Regions from separate parts of the Sus scrofa genome. Here region 2 is linked to region 1. A link is a contact called in public HiChIP or PLAC-seq data. All regions are on one chromosome and are shown on one strand. The core of a region is the stretch at or near the end of the contact, and the rest is flanking DNA. Distances in the headings are between cores, read along the strand shown.

Region 1 (3,419 bases), core at 459-2,958:
AAGGGAGACTAAACTTAAGATTGTTGCAGGTATTGTTTCCCATCTCATTTCTAACAGTGATGCTGTTCCAATCAATATTTGTTGTGCACTTAGCCCTGCAGCAGTTAGGAGAGCTGTATACTAAGTAAGGGCAACACAGTCCATTCCTCACACAAAAAATGTAGTTACTTGGAAAACAGGTAAAGAAAGGAAGTTAAGAACCAGAGTACAGGAGTTCCTGTTGTGGCGCAGCAGAAAGAAATCCAACTAGGAACCATGAGATTTTGGGTTTGATCCCTGGCCTTGCTCAGTGGGTTAAGGATCCGGCGTTGCGGAGTTCCCGTCGTGGCGCAGTGGTTAACGAATCCGACTAGGAACCATGAGGTTGCGGGTTCCGTCCCTGCCCTTGCTCAGTGGGTTAAGGATCTGGCGTTGCTGTGAGCTGTGGTGTAGTTTGCAGACGCGGCACGGATCTCACGTTGCTGTGGCTCTGGCGTAGGCCAGTGGCTACAGCTCCGATTCGATCCCTAGCCTGGGAACCTCCACATGCCGCGGGAGTGGCCCAAAGAAATAGCAAAAAGACAAAAAAAAAAAAAAAGGATCCAGCGTTGCCATGAGCTGTGATGTCTAGGTTGCAGATGCGGCTTGGATCTGGCATTGCTGTGGCTGTGCATAGGCTGGCAGCTACAGCTCTGATTCGACCACTAGCCTCCATATGCTGTGGGAGCAGCCATTAAAAAAAAAAAAAAAAAAAAAAGAACCAGAGTACACACTAAAGTGTGCATTGACAAACACAGCAGTACAATTAGAGAAGGGAGAGGGAAAAAACGTAGTACTGTGATAGAGATTAGTAATAAAAAAAAAAAAAGTAGGACTTTTAAAAATTGGAGTTGCAGTTCCCAACTTGGTGCAGCGGAAACAAATCCAACCTGGAACCATGAGGATGAGGAACCATGAGGATACCTGGTCTCACTCAATGGGTTAAGGATCCTGCGTTGTGGTGAGCTGTGGTGTAGGTCGCAGAGGCGCCTCTGATGGTGCTGTGGCTGTGGTATATGTCGGCAGCTGTAGCTCCGATTAGACCCCTAGCCTGGGAACCTCCATATGCCACGGGGGTGGCCCTAAAAAGCAATAAATAAATAAATAAATGAACAGTTACAAAGTGTTAATTTCAGGTGTACAGCAAAGTGATTCAGTTTTACATATAGATACATTCACTCTTTTTCAGATCCTTCTTCCAATGGGTTATTACCAAAAAAAGAAAAAAAAGTGAAGCAAGTTTTGCACAGGAGTAGAATTCTGGTCGCTGTATATGGTTATACTACGAGTAGGCAGAAACGTGCCGCTAGTCTTTGAGGCTATCACATTTATATCCAATGTGGTGGTGACTAATCCTTGACTGTCCCAATACGGACAACGCTAAGTGTCTTCTGCCCCATCGATGCCCTTCCTCACGTAAAGTATCGGTCACCTCCTGCCAGTGGACTTGCAATCCCGCAAAGGCAGGGCGAGAGGGTGCAGGCTCTGCCTACTAGAAACTATAGTGTCTTCTCCCGGCGCCGCCTTCCGCTGACCCTCTTCCTGTTGGTCGGCGTTGGCGAGCTGGGGAGCCAATGAGGCCGCAGTAACGTGGCAGCCACCCACGAGCCCGCGTCCCTGCTAGCCCAGTCGGCGAGCCGAGCTCCGCCCCCCAGGGGGACCTACCATCTGGCGCCGACTCAGAGGGGGGAAATGGGGCCCTCCTCCGCTTGGAGGCCGGTAGGAACCCCTGTCTCCCCCCGGCTGCTCTGGGTGGCGGCGCCGGGGCCCACGCCGCTCCGCCCCGCCCCTTCCGGCCTCAGCAGCCCTGTAGCGCTCGCTTTTCCCGGTGGATGCTGCGCTTCTTGGAGCGGAACATGAAGGTGCTCTTCGTCGCCGCCGTAGTCGTGGGCTCGGTCCTCTTCCTGCTGTTGCCTGGACCTTCCACGGCAGATGAGAAGAAGAAGGGACCCAAAGTCACTGTCAAGGTCCGCCCTCCCCTCTCCAGACCTGCCTGCCGAGGCCCGCCCTTCGCCGCCTGGGTTCCGGCCTTGGCGCCGCTAGTCACATGTGTCCGAGGCGTTTACGGCCCCGGAGCTCAGGCCTGGGCGTCCTTGGCTTTGGCTCTGCCCCCTCTCTAGTCTCTCTGCTGTGCTTCTTGGCGCCTGAGCGGTCCTCGCTTATTCAGACCAGAGATTGACCTGAACCCTCCCCGTTAGCCTGGCCCTGGCCCAGGCTTTGCCACCCATGATGCCCAGCTGGGCTGGCACTGAAGACTCAGAGCCGTTTATGCACTGCTGGAGAAATGGTGAAAGATTACGTCTGCCAAATTGCCAGTCCTTTATCTACTCAGGTCCAGTTGTAGCCACTTCCAATTACAAGGCACATTTGTGTAGTTTTAAACCTGAGGGGTGTGCTTAGGCTCCCCTCCTTAGGGTTTTTGATGTTAAATTTTATCATCTGGGCCCATTATTTATTTAGAGCAAAGGTTGTTAATCTGTAGTCTAAGGAGATTGTCAACAAACTAAACGTAAATTTTCATGGGATTTTTGTTGCTACCAAAGTCATATTTAGAAACACTGCTCCTAAAATATGGCTGTTTTCTCTCCCATCCTCTGGGTAGCTTCTTGGGTCCCCCTTCCCTAGCAAGGCCCCTTCAAAGAGGCCAAGTTCAAAATGGTATTTTTTCTTCAGGTTTACTTTGACCTGCGAATTGGAGATGAAGATATAGGCCGGGTGGTCATCGGTCTCTTTGGAAAGACAGTTCCAAAAACGGTGGATAATTTTGTGGCCTTGGCTACAGGAGAGGTAAGTGGCTAGAGTGGAGGTAGCCAAGCTCAAAAGAAGTGAAATTGGCATATAGGGCTGGCAGCAAACTGACTTCCCCATCCATAACAGTGACAGAGTACCAGCTGTGCCCTCTGGCACAGGGAACCCACTATTACTATATCTATTGGGTTTTTTAATTAATTTATTTATTTTTTACTTATTAGGGCTGCACCTGCGGCAAATGGAAGTTCCGGGGCTAGGGGTCTAGTTGGAGCTACAGCTGCTGGCCTATACCACAACCACAGCAATGCCAAACCGATCCTCATATGTGACCTGTGCTGCAGCTTGCAGCAACGCCAAATCCTTAACCCACTGAGCAAGGCTAGGGATTGAATCCACATCCTCATGGATACTAGTCCAGTTCATAACATGCTGACCCACAATGGTAACTCCTCTACTGAATTTTTTAAACTGAATCCAGAATTAGGATTATTATTTTCTTTTTTTTTAAGAAAAGTTTTCATCTTTGAGACATCATGGTAACCAAAGAAAACATCTATGGAAACTAGTCTGTAGCTTCTGCACCAGAGTAAGGGGCTCAGAGCTTTCCAGGTTTTAATGAAATGAATGTCCTTCCTATATAAGAAAGTTTC
Region 2 (3,419 bases), core at 295-2,794, 530 kb after region 1:
CCTGGCCCAGCCATCCTCACCTGTTCTTCCCAACACCCCCTCCCCAGAAGACTGCCAGATCTAGAATTGGTGGATACTTGGCAATACCCACTATGTGCCCGTGCTACTGTGTCATTTAATTCTTTTAGCCTGCAAGATAAGGCAATTTATCCCACTTTATGGATGAAGAAATGAGGTTGAAAGAGTTTAAATATTGGGGCTGGGGTCACATGGACACTAGCAGAACTGAGGGACTCGGAGGAGGACCATGACCATCAAGTCCTTTGCTTTTTTTTTTTTTTTGGTAACTCTGGGGACACTTGGTGTGCCCAGACAGTGGCCTGGGAAGGCCAGGCCACACCTTGCTGATTTAACTGGGCTTGAGTTTTTATTTGCTAAAATCTGGCAGCTTTAGACTTTGGGGCAGATCACACAACCTGTCAGAGCTTTGGTTTGCTTATCTGAAAACTTAGGCTAGAACACTTTCTCCTTTGGGTAGCGTGAAGATTAGTAAGTTTCTAGGAAACCATAATTTATCACCACCCCTATTTCCGGAGCCTAGCTTGGTTTAGCTAACTCAGAGCTGAGCCCTCTAAGCTCTCCTTCCACAGCTGCATTTCACAGGTCTTGGGGTTTGCTTGCTAGGGGCAGGGTGGAGCGGTGAGCTGACTGCTGAATCTAGGAACCTTTTCCTGGGGCCTGACTTTGAAAAATCAAGGCCCAGCTGGACCCACCCAGCGTTTAATGGCTGCCAGGGAGGACAGCTGGCCCAAAAGATGGGGACAGCTGAAGCCGAGTTCTTCCTCTTTGCAGAAGCAGCTCTAGGACCTGTGAGGCTAAGGGGAGGCTTGGTGCCCATTTCCCCCATCTGGGGACTGCACTGTGGCAGGGCCTGGGAGCAGGGGGTTGCCTTGGGCCTAGTCTGAGGCTCTCCAAATCGGAGCCATCCTCTTGTGGTTTGCTCTTCCCTGCCCCCCAGAAGCCTCATAGAACTCCAGATGCCAGAGCCAGCAAAGCCAGCACAGGAGGTGGCCTACCTGTCGCACACCTGGAGGAGGAAATCATTGACCAGGTTCTCATGCCGGCTGCAGATGCTCCTCTGGAGGGCGCTCTTGAGCCAGTCCTCAATGCTGCACACCTGCACGCGGCTGGAATGCCAGCAGATGGAGAGGCTCCTGAGGGCTGGGCTCAGGAGGAAGTTGTCCTTCTTGAGTTCTGTGAGGGAACGGAAGTGCAGCAGGGGCCAGAGTGCGGGGTCCTCAAACACGTCCTGGAGCTGGGGGCAGGTCCTGGCGAGGTTCTTCCTGCTGTCCTTGTCCAGGAAGGAGAAGAGGTGCAGCAGGCACTCCCGGTTGAGCTGGGTGATGTGCATGGTGTGCAGCGGCCACACAGAGTATGACTGGAGCCCGGGGACCTGACCTACCTCCTGCTGCTCCTCCCCAGCTCTGGGCTGGTGGACATATATGGTTGAGGAATGGTGTTTATTTTTGGCCAACAACTGGTGCTGCCGCTCTGAGGAGGGGGGAGGTCCAGGCCCAGACATACGTGCAGCAGTGTGTGGCTCGGCTTATGTTCAGAGGAATTGAAGATCTTGGCAGAGAAGCAGCGTATTGAAGTTAAATAGCTTCCTTAAAAGGGATTTCTTTGCTTTTAGCTGACAATGGCATTAGGCAGAGAGCTCTTTTGGCGTTTTCATTCGTGGTACTGGCTAGACCACCTCCGTCTGGGCCTGCAAGTCTCTTGTCACTGGGAAGGACTCTAATTGCAAACAGTGTCTGTTTTTATTTTCTGGGACATCAATAGGAGTCTTTTGCTCTGCTCTTTGTAGGAAAAGGTTTGTCTATAAAGAGCAGTGTGGTAGTTTTGTGCTCAGAGATGTAAGCAGAAGGCATGGGTAGTACCCCTTTTCTGTTACTTTTGCTCAGTAGTGACACTTTCCAGGCTTCAGAACTGCCTTCAAATCCTGCTGCCCTCCTCCAGGCACAGGGATTTCCTCGGTCTCCCATTTGCCTCTATGTATACCCTTCGTTTTTTCCATAAAGGGTTTGTCCTCAGTAGCTTCTCTCTCCAAGATTCTTCTGTGTATATATGTGTCACTTTTTAAACTTCGGTTTACTTGGCTTTAGCCTTTAAGAGTTGTGTCCTGCTGTATCCAGCCTGTATTTTCCAAAATGTCAGGGTGGTTGAGGTAGCTCCTAATACAAAACTGCTTGAAACAGTTTTAGGTTGCTGTACTTCAGTCTGCGCTTGCCCATTGAGCCAGTCACACACCATCTTCCTTGTGAATGCCCTGAGCTCCTGGCGGTGAGCTGCTAGCCAGGCTTCCTGAAGGTTTTTTTTATTCTCTATTCAGGATCTGAGATTTCTCAATCCATGAAGCATTTTCTAATATCACTTCGCTCCCGATCCTTGACCAGACCCCACCTCAGTTTTCCTCCTGCGAAGGCCTCACTCTGTGTACCAGTTGGTTGGCTTGGTGGGTTAAGTAATGAGACGAGGAAACCGGTCTTCCTCTGCTAGACCAGGGAGCAGCCCCTCAGTGGTCACCTCCATTCCTTCTCCCACATAATGGGAATTGGAAGGAGGGGGAACACTTTGTTTTGCACGTGGGTGGAGTAACACAGATGAAACACCTCTTCTGAGGCTAAGGCTCGGTCAGCCCTGGTGCAGCTTGGCCTGTGAAAGCAGAATGCAGCCAAGGGAAGAAGGCAGCCATTGGCATCAGCTCCCGTGCTCTGAGGAGTCCATCACAGTCACCCCACCACTTGCCAAGGTGAAATGGAAGGTCTGACTTTCCTTGAAAACAACATAAACCAAGAAACAGCCAAAAGGAAGAAGTGTTTCTCAAGGAAAGGACAACTAGGTACTGCTCTTTCCAGCTCATCATCGTAGTTGTCCCAGCTGACAGCCAGAGTCCCTCTTCCAGCTCTAGTTAAACGTATCCACACCAGGGGTGCTGCTGTACCACCGGTGGGTTTAGTGGAAAGCCTTATTAGCCCCCTCCCTCCCCAGTCCTTCACAAACCCATCCTTTTCAGAGGGCTGAGCCCTGGAAGTAGGGCATTCTTTCACCTTCTTAAAAGACAGAGCAGTGTTAAGTGTACTGTCTGTGGGGGAGAGTCCTTTTGCTTCCTTGTGGTTTCCAAGTTGCACTCCTGCAGCGCTGCTCAAACAGTGAAAGATAGGCAGGCCTCACATTCAGAGCCTGGCTCCTTCGCTGAAGCATCCCAGGATATGGGGGGGGGGGCACGTGCATGGCTGCTTTTGGGGAGGGGTCTGGCTCAGGGCCAGGTGTTGTGACCACAGCTCCTTCTTTTCTGCCCATGTGGAGCTCGGCTGCTTGGCTGCAACAACAGCAGCTGCACAGCTGCCAGAAGGAAATGTGTGATGTGGGAACTGGAGGCAAAACCATTTGGGCTGCAGGCGCCTCTGTCTTCAAAC

Evidence for each region. HiChIP or PLAC-seq counts read pairs in DNA pulled down with a chosen protein or histone mark.
Region 2: an H3K27ac HiChIP or PLAC-seq map of alveolar macrophages shows a contact between it and region 1. The contact joins the promoter of FBXL22 here to the promoter of PPIB in region 1. A contact is called at or near these places in 1 of 5 promoter capture datasets (liver) and 2 of 2 datasets of contacts at active chromatin or transcription factors (alveolar macrophages and skeletal muscle).

Annotation. Positions count from the first base shown.
Region 1 is chr1:107,884,955-107,888,373 of Sscrofa11.1, forward strand. It overlaps PPIB (peptidyl-prolyl cis-trans isomerase B), which reads left to right and starts at 1,709. Exons shown (of 5, transcript XM_021093880.1): 1 at 1,709-1,985; 2 at 2,692-2,805. The coding sequence starts at 1,851.
Region 2 is chr1:108,410,393-108,413,811 of Sscrofa11.1, forward strand. It overlaps FBXL22 (F-box and leucine-rich protein 22), which reads right to left and starts at 1,545. Exons shown (of 2, transcript XM_021094142.1): 1 at 1,017-1,545. The coding sequence starts at 1,522.